Regions from separate parts of the Mus musculus genome. Here region 2 is linked to region 1. Evidence: chromatin contacts called from public HiChIP or PLAC-seq data. All regions are on one chromosome and are shown on one strand. Each heading gives the region's core, a stretch centred on a gene start, on an enhancer-like site or on the middle of the called end of the contact. The rest is flanking DNA. Distances are from core to core; before and after follow the strand shown.

Region 1 (4,317 bases), core at 635-3,134:
AGTAGAGCACAGCCCCACTCCGGGGTCAGGGTGGCAATGTTCCTGGAGAGGACAGGCTTCAGGAAGTGATGAAAGGGTCATCTGAAGGAGCTGCTCTACACCTCAGGTGACAGTGCTCTCTGCTGCTGAGACCTGGACTGGTTTTCCGAGTCTGCCAGTCAAAGTTAGATAGATTGGTTAACGCAAAATCAACACCAATACTTTAATTAAAAAAAAAAAATCCCTGAAAGCAAAAGGAGAGACTATTTGGGAAAGGAAAAGGACTCAGCCAGAGACAGGCAGGAGTGGGGGAAGATGATAGAGGGATGGGATGAATAAGAACAAAGGGTGTGTATGAGCATGTGTGTGTGCATGTGTGTGTGTGCATGTGTGTGCATGTGTGTGTTTGCATACATGTGTGTGCATATGTGTCTCTGTGTGTGCATGTGTTTACATGTGTGTGTTTGCATGCATGTGTGTGCATATATGTCTGTGTGTATGTATATGTGTGTGCATGTGTGTTTGTGTGTGTGCATGCATGTGTGTGCATTTGTATGTAAAAAGGCCATAATGAAACCCATTGCTTTGTATGCCAACTTAAAAATTAAGCAGATTGTTGGAAGTAGGGCAAAACTTGAAGGTTTCAAAACCCTTGGCCAGGGTGTGCACCAGAAGACTGGCAAAGAGCACCAAAACTGTGACTCACTCCAGAAAGCACTGTGAAGCCGAAGAACCTGGGAGATTGGCATTTTAGGGTCTTCTTTACTAAAGCGTTATAAACTGGAGATCATTGCTGAGACCCACATTCCTTTCACTGCTTGTCTTTGGGAGCCTCCTCTGAGACAAGCACCCTTTAGGCGCCATAGCCAGTGTGATTGTAATACACTCTACCCATGGACAATCATAGTCCAGGGTGAGAGACACAAACCAGTAGTGGCCCTGTGATCTTCTGAGAGCTGTGTCCGATTTTCACACAAGGTGTGTCTGATTAGACTCAAGAGAGAGTCAAGAAAAATCTTCAGGAAGAAGGTATCTTAGCTGAATTTCAAAGGATCTGAGAAGAGTACCCTACACAGTTTATCATTTGTTTCTTCAACCAATGTTTGTTGGATGCCCACTGCAGTAGACTCCGTTTTAGGGACAGCTATCATAATGGCAAGTCAAAGAAATACCTATGAGCAGAAGTTCAAGGGGGGATAACTCAGTTTCCATGAACAAGTTTACACAGAGAGGCCAGTGATACTCTGGAGTCAGAAGGGGCCAGGGTAAACCATGTGTATACGAGATCCTGAAAAGAGGTAGTGTGCATCCTCCTGTTAGTTCTCACTGCTGCCTATGACGCTCTACTGGAAACAGGATGCGTGAGAAAGTGAAGAGGCTTCTTGTAAATACTCCACACGTTTGAGAAATCAGCAAGTGATCCTGCTTGCCTGGACCACGGTCAGCATGAACGTTTATTAGTTACCGCCATAGGAAAGAATTCATAAACCATGCTCATTTGCCTTGCCCAAAAGCCAAAGCAAATCATGCGAACAGCAATGCCAGGCACCCCCTGAAATGATGACTCTGGTCACTGTCATCCTTGCACTCTGCAGAGGACATCAGCTAATTTCCTCAGCTAAGACGTGCACTCTGCGGATTTTACAATATCCCAGAAATTCTCCTAAGAAACTATTCTTCATCTAATTATTTAAAAATGTTTCTAAGGACAAATCACATGACCTGAGCTAAGCGAAAGTGTCCACCTGATACACTGTTCACATGCTATTTCTGTTCAGGAACCTGTTTCATCAGAGAAACTTTTACATGAGCCTAGAAATACAGATATTTATAACATAGGTACCCAATCGTCTGTTAACTCCACTTTCAGGGGATCTGACACCCTCTCCTGGCCTTAGGGGGTACTGCATGCACATGTATGCAGACAAATAGACACAAAATACAGACTTTAAAAACATATAGTGTGGCTGGTTGTGAGTTGTGAATATCTTTCTGAAACTCATCAAGCAGCACACAGACAAGGATAATCACTCTCTACAAATTTCCCTTTCATTGTAGAAAAATATAAACTACGTTTTAAAAAGCAGTAGTTTAGTTCTAAATGAACAAATTATAGGTTTAGATTTATCACTCTAATATATGAGCAGTCACACGAACCCCTTAGAATTTAGATATTCTTACAGGCACAGATAAGTGATATTTCTGAACAAGCAAAATGGGAATCCAACCAGGACCATGGTTATCCTTATGCCAACCTGGGAAACCTATATCCTTTAGAGCTTCATTCTACAAATCCAGGTTGTGGTAAGAGAATGGTACATGGCTTTACTCCAAGGCTATATACCATGACATCAGTTTATATCAGGAGTAATGGTATGGTGAGAGCATTATATTTTGGTTGGTAGCATTGTGTTATCTATTCTGCTTTTAAATTTTATTAAACTACTTAGTTGCTCACCCACAGCTTAATATCTTCTACAAGAGGCTAATGCTGTACAGACTCTGGGGTAATTTGCATGCACCCCAGATTTATCAGGTAATCAGGTAACCACTTAGGAGCTAAATTTACTGATCTTACATGCATTCCAGGGGGGATAAAGCAGACTGACTCTTCTTCATGGTGACTTCAGAAGCCCAGTTTCTAAAAATATCTGCAGTGAAGGAGACTTGAGCAGCGCCCTGTGCAGCAACATCTCACAAAGGCTGTTCCCTGGGATACTGACTAGTGTTTCACGGAGAGTCGTTAACAGCTCTTAATGACAAAAGGATCCTGTGGTCAAGTCAATCCATGTTACCGTGAGTCAACGTTAAATAGATTTCTTCTTACCTTAGGATATAGTCATTTTTAATCAATCCCATGAATGGTTTAGGAATTTCTCAGAAGGAGCTATAGCTTACAGCATTTTGCATTTCCTCCTGACCTTAAAAATGGGTGCATGGCAGTTGGCAGCACCTGTGGGATAGCTTAGGAACCAGGCACAGATTGGCCATGGCGATCCAGCAGCTTGGTCACTTCACTGGAAGTCCCGGTATTGCAGTGCTTTGAGGAAGAGTGGGTAGTGAAGTATGTGAAAGAACAATCTGGCACTGGAGACAGAAGCAGGAAACCACTAAGCAACAATGTATCTAAGCTGGTGCACAATTAATGTATTTCCAGAAAATACAGAGCTGGATGCAGAGGCCTGGAATCACCTGCTGTTTTAAAGAGGCCAGAGTCTCTCTTCACAGCTGACCCTGTGCCAGATTCTGATCTTAGCAGAAGAAGCAAGAGTGTCTGTCAGAAGGTGTTTGTGGACCCAGAATTCTATGGAGGAAGCTGGGAGGAAGAAATGGCCTCTAGAGAGGGCAATTCATGAGAACATGAAGAACATCACCTGTTATACTCAGGAGAGGTCCTTCCTGGAATGAACCGTGGTCTCTGACACAAAATGCAGATGTTCTAAAGACAGATGGCTCCTTGGGTACTTTCTCTAGCTCCTCCATGTTGGGGGCCCTGTGATCCAAATCTGCAACCCTATAGGAGGAACAACAATATGAACTAACCAGTACCCCCTGGAGCTCGTGTCTCTAGCTGCATATGTATCAGAAGATGGCCTAGTTGGCCATCAGTGGAAAGAGAGGCCCATTGGTCTTGCAAACTTTATATGCCTCAGTACAGGGGAACACCAGGGCCAAGAAGTGCGAGTGGGTGGGTAGGGGAGTGGGGGGGGGTATGGGGGACTTTTGGGATAGCATTGGAAATGTAAATGAAGAAAATACCTAACAAAAATAATTTAAAAAAAAGACAGATGGCTCTAGAGACACAAGAATGGGGGGGGGGTGACCAAGAGACTATACTGGAGAACCAGGGGTGGCCACTAGTTTTTTAGAAATAAGGAAGTGAAAATTGAGTTCATAACCTATTTTTTTTTGTTTGTGCATAGCATCTAGTAACTTGTTGGGTATCACTGTGTGTTATGGGTTATCTGACAAGATTTTCACAATACCATGGGTGCTAAAGAGAATTACGGATTCAGAGAGACCGTGACACATCCATGGTACACAGCAGCTGTACCCACGGCCGCTTACCCAGGAAGCGGCTATTAGCAGAGACTGGCAGCAGGAGTCATACAAACACATTTGAAAAACAGGAATGAATTAGAGACCTTTCCAAGCTCAGACAAATGCATCAGAGAAAGAAGAAAACAGGAAGATTAAACTCTGTAATTGGCATTGGCTGTGTACTTTCCTCACCTTATTGAAAAAGCCTTTCTGGGTTTTCCTCTTCATACCCTCCTGCCCCTTGTAGGCCAAACCCAGGAACAAACTCTGTAAACAATAGCTTGTGGCTCAGAGGAA
Region 2 (4,317 bases), core at 1,098-3,597, 120 kb after region 1:
TATGGATGGAAGTTCCCCAGAAAACTAAAATTATATTTACCATATGACTGAGAAATCTCACTTCTGGGTATATACCCAAAAGAATTTAAAACTAGTATGGTTTAGAGACAGTTATACTCATGCTTATTGTTCCCTTTTCAGCAACACCTAAGGTATAGAAAGAACCTAGACACTCATCATGATGAAAATGAGTGAATAATGCAGAGTTTGTGCATAGAGAATGGCATGCACAGGCTCATATATTTGAATACTTGGTCCCCGGCTGATGGAGCCGTTTGAGAAAGATCAGGAGGTTTGGCTGTGTTAAAGGAGTGTCTCTGGGGACAGGCCTTAAGGTTTTCGAAAGTCCTGGGCCACTCTCAGCTGTCTACCTCTGCTGCAGTCAGAGATACGAGCTCTCAGATGCTCCTGAACCCATGCCTTCACTCTGCCATCATGGACTCTCCTAAATGGTAAACCCAATTAAATACTTCCTTCTATTTAAAGAGGGGGGCGGATGGGAGAGGGAGGGAAAGGGGGAGGGGAGAGGGAAGGGAAGGTAGTAGAAGTGGGAGGGAAGGGGGGGGCAGCAGCAGCATTGAATCATATCCTCGGGGTGATTGCCCGAAAGCTGTGTTACAAAGGTACCCTGTGCCAAACTAGAGTGAGTCTTCCCAGTGGTACTGGTTTTGAAGGCATGAAGGGGTCATGGAGAATTGAGACTTCACACAATATGGTAGGGCTGGAGTCCCTGAAGAGAGCAGAGGAGAGGCTCCAGCAGAAGACTCCAGCATTTTGGAGATTCCAGTACCAGGGGATGTCCACAAAGAACAGCAGCACCAGCAGAGCAGAGCGAGCCAGAGCTTGGGAAACAGGGTGTGGCAGAGGGTAGAGCTGGAGAGGTGACCTGGCCCTTGGGAGGAGCCCAGGAGATGGGGAGTGAGGCCCAGACGGAGACACTGGGATTTTACACTGTTGGTGTCTGCATTTGCTTTGTTCAGATTGTGACTGCGCCACCATGGTCACTCCTCCCTGGAATAAGAAACTATTTAGCTTACTCTGATCTTACAGGGGCCCATGGTTGAGATTTTACACTTTTAAAGAGAAACTTTTAGAGTCTTACAGAGACTTTTAAAAGAAACTTTGAATTTTTCCATTTTAGAGTCTGAACTTTTAAAGTGTTCAAATTTGTAAAGACGGTGGGACTTTCAAGTGTGTGCTGTGGTTTTTATTTGTGATACTTATTAATGTGTGATATTGCGAGTAAACAAGAAAGAAAACGTGATGTCTTAACAGTAATGTGTTTGTGTGTCAACTTGACAAGGGATCAATCTGGTGAGCTACTATTTGTGGCAACTTGACACAGCTATAGTCATTTGATAGGAGGGAACCTCTGTTGAGAAAATGCCTTCCTAAGATTGGACTGTAGATAAACCTGTATGTAGAGCAATTTCTTAATTGGTGATGGACTGGGGAGGATCCAGTCCATTGTGGCCCCGTGGTCCTGAGTTCTGTAAGAAAGCAGACTGAGCAAGTCATGGAGAGAAACCTGATGAAGAGTGATATGGAGGCGGCGCTGAATCAGACACTGTTTAACTTAGACACATTAAGACACTTTTCAACTTCCATCCAACTCTACGTATAAAAGAAAGAGCTGGGGGCTGGAGAGATGGCTCAGGGGTTAAGAGCACTGTTTACTCTTCTAGAGTCGTGAGTTCAATTCACAGCCACCACATAGTGGTTCATAACCATCTGTAATGAGATTTGATGCCCTCTTCTGGTGTGCATGAAAACAGTGACAGCGTATTCACGTACATTAAATTAATTAACTAATTAATTAAAAGAAAGAGCCATGTGTTATGAAGTAATTACTTTATGCCATAAACTCATATGATGGCTAAGGGCCAGGCAGAGGAATAATTTGGCCTTTTAAATAATCCACTTTTCTTGTTTGTAAAATAATCAACCAGCCCAAGTAACAAGCCTCAAAGACCCGATCAGCAAGACTAATCCACCACATTCATGCCCATGAATTCCCTATGTCTGGATTACTGAAAACTGTTCAAACTTTTTCCCTTTTACTTGTAGAAAAACAAATGAAGTCAGAACAATGTTCAACTGCTGGAACTGTGCCAGGTGTACAGCAGCTTCCTTGGAATATAAGTATTCTATACAGACAAAGGAAAGTATAGTAATTATACTATAGAGACAAAGGAAAGTATAGTAACTATACCATAGAGACAAAGGAAAGCACACGGGTGTTCAGCAGGGTAACTTCAGTTTTAAAGTCAAGAACACAAGGAAGCCTGGCATTGTGATTCACCAGCTAGTTCAAGATAAACCTAGGATAAAACACAGCACTCTACTGCCCTCTTTTGGGTGAAGACTGTAACATACCTACCAACTACATCTTAGGAAGTACTGCTGGTGACTGCTCTCAGGGACACTAGCCCAAAAACCTTCATGCGTGTAACTATGTTTTGTAAAATGAATAAAGCCAATAAATTTTTACATCAAAATTTTTATTTGATTATTGCTGAAAGTACACAGCTGAAAATAAAACAACCCAGCCACGTAAGCTCAGGGTTTGTTGTTGTTTGTTTTTTAATTCTGATTTAAACCTTTAAAGAGTTCCCAGTTTGATTAGCTCTCTAGTCAAACCCAAAAAACTTTTAAAACCAGAAGAAGCCCAACAAGTTGGTTCTTTGTCACCTTAGCCTTCCAGCAATGGTATATGGAGCAGTTGGTGCATGACCGTAATATAAGCGGTATTTGTTCATTATTAAACTGTAGCCATGTTTTCTCTGATTGACAAACACTCCACTTTAAAGACTTGTTCATTCTCAGAGTGGAAGGAAAGATAATCACAGCCCTTGGTCCTCTAATATAGACTAGATCCCCTCTGTGTCAAGAATAAGCCTAGGAGGCAGAGGTTTCAAGAGTTCCACTGCTACCACAAAATCCAGACTCCTGGAGCTGAGACGGCTCGGAAGAAGATTGAGTTGAGTTGTACTGTCATTCCAGCTCCAGGGGACTCCAATGCCGTCAGCCTCCACAGACATATGCATCCACGTGCACACGCCCACAAGGAGATACATACACAAATGAACACAATCCAAAACAATAGAAAGTTATAAAGCTGAGATGGCTCCCTGGATCTGAGCACTTGCTGGGTGGGCATGAGGATCTGGGCTCGAATGCTCACCCACATAGGAGCAGGACAGGCCCACAAATCCCTGTGAGCCCAGGCTGTCCTAGCTCATACAGCTCACACATCCCTGTGAGCCCAGGCTGTCCTAGCTCATACAGCTCAGCAGCCTATGCTTTATGAGACCACAGACAAAGAATATTCTTAGTGCCAGCTATGTCGTTAGCCCTGGGTTTATGCAGTGAACTTTAGTGTAAAACTGGGCTGGTATGCAACTTGAGATCTTGCTGTGGCCTCCAGAGTTGTGAGTTACAGATGTCTACCACCATGCCCAGACTCACCAAACTGAGATCTTATGGCCACTGAAATTCTTCTATTATTAAAATAACAAAACTTAAAACAAGGAGCCAGGTTACATACATTTTTCTTTGCACAACTTTAATGTTCCAATAGAAAATACAACTTTTACTTCTTTAACTCACTGATCCAGTGTGTGTGTGGGGTGTGAGATGTTTTGATTGTAAGCTCACTGACCACACAAGATAAACAAGAACAATATCTGCAGCAAGTTTTGTAAGAATCTGTAAAGAAATCATGCTGGCACTGGCCTGGAAGCTTCATCCCTACTTGCTAGCTCTCACAGTTCTAGAAGGTTCTATTTATATCACTGAAGGAGAAAATGTTCAGCAATCATAACCAGCTGTGGAGGCTGAGAGCTACAGTAAGGACTGGCCCATAAAGGTGTGTCCACTGGACCAAGAGTTGCACAAATATCATGCATCAAATTTCTGACTGGATTTAAAGCCTGTTCTAAAAGATGGAAGCTTGCTTGGCACTGCTAACTGGCTAAACACCTGTGGCTGGCAAGGCCATAGCCCCAGGGGACTATCTAATACTATGACCTGCCCCACTGTGAAGTTCTTATCTTCATACCCATGGGTTACTGCCTCTCTCAATTCTCATCACGGAAGCTTCATTTGGAATAGATGGATATTAATACAGAGATCCACAAGTGATTCGGCCTCGGAGAATAAGAGAATGTGAACTGACAGGCTCTAAATAGGACATCCTTGAAAGCCTCGGGGACTACTGCAGAAGAGGACAGGGGTGGTAGGTGTCTGCAGCAGAACACCATCTGCTGGACTGAACCCACAAACCAGAAGTCAAAATCCCAGCACAGAGCAGGGAGG

The links. HiChIP or PLAC-seq counts read pairs in DNA pulled down with a chosen protein or histone mark.
Region 2: a contact with region 1 is called in a CTCF HiChIP or PLAC-seq map of pro-B cells, with 6 times the contacts expected there. The contact joins two enhancer-like sites. A contact is called at or near these places in 2 of 15 datasets of contacts at CTCF or cohesin (large pre-B cells and pro-B cells), 42 of 484 Hi-C or Micro-C datasets (B cells, the C2C12 cell line, the G1E-ER4 cell line and 23 more) and 3 of 115 datasets of contacts at active chromatin or transcription factors (fibro-adipogenic progenitors, large pre-B cells and stem cell-derived neural progenitor cells).

Annotation. Positions count from the first base shown.
Region 1 is chr3:53,327,852-53,332,168 of GRCm38.p6, forward strand. No RefSeq gene overlaps it. Among named protein-coding and RNA genes, the nearest start is that of Gm40048, 66 kb to the right of the region's middle. Within about 2 kb of position 1,885, at least 1 of the 459 cell types and tissues checked has an H3K27ac peak or open chromatin away from gene starts, as enhancers often do. A contact at or near this core is called in pro-B cells, where this site is marked.
Region 2 is chr3:53,446,099-53,450,415 of GRCm38.p6, forward strand. No RefSeq gene overlaps it. Among named protein-coding and RNA genes, the nearest start is that of Gm16206, 4.4 kb to the right of the region's middle. Within about 2 kb of position 2,348, at least 8 of the 459 cell types and tissues checked have an H3K27ac peak or open chromatin away from gene starts, as enhancers often do. A contact at or near this core is called in pro-B cells, where this site is marked.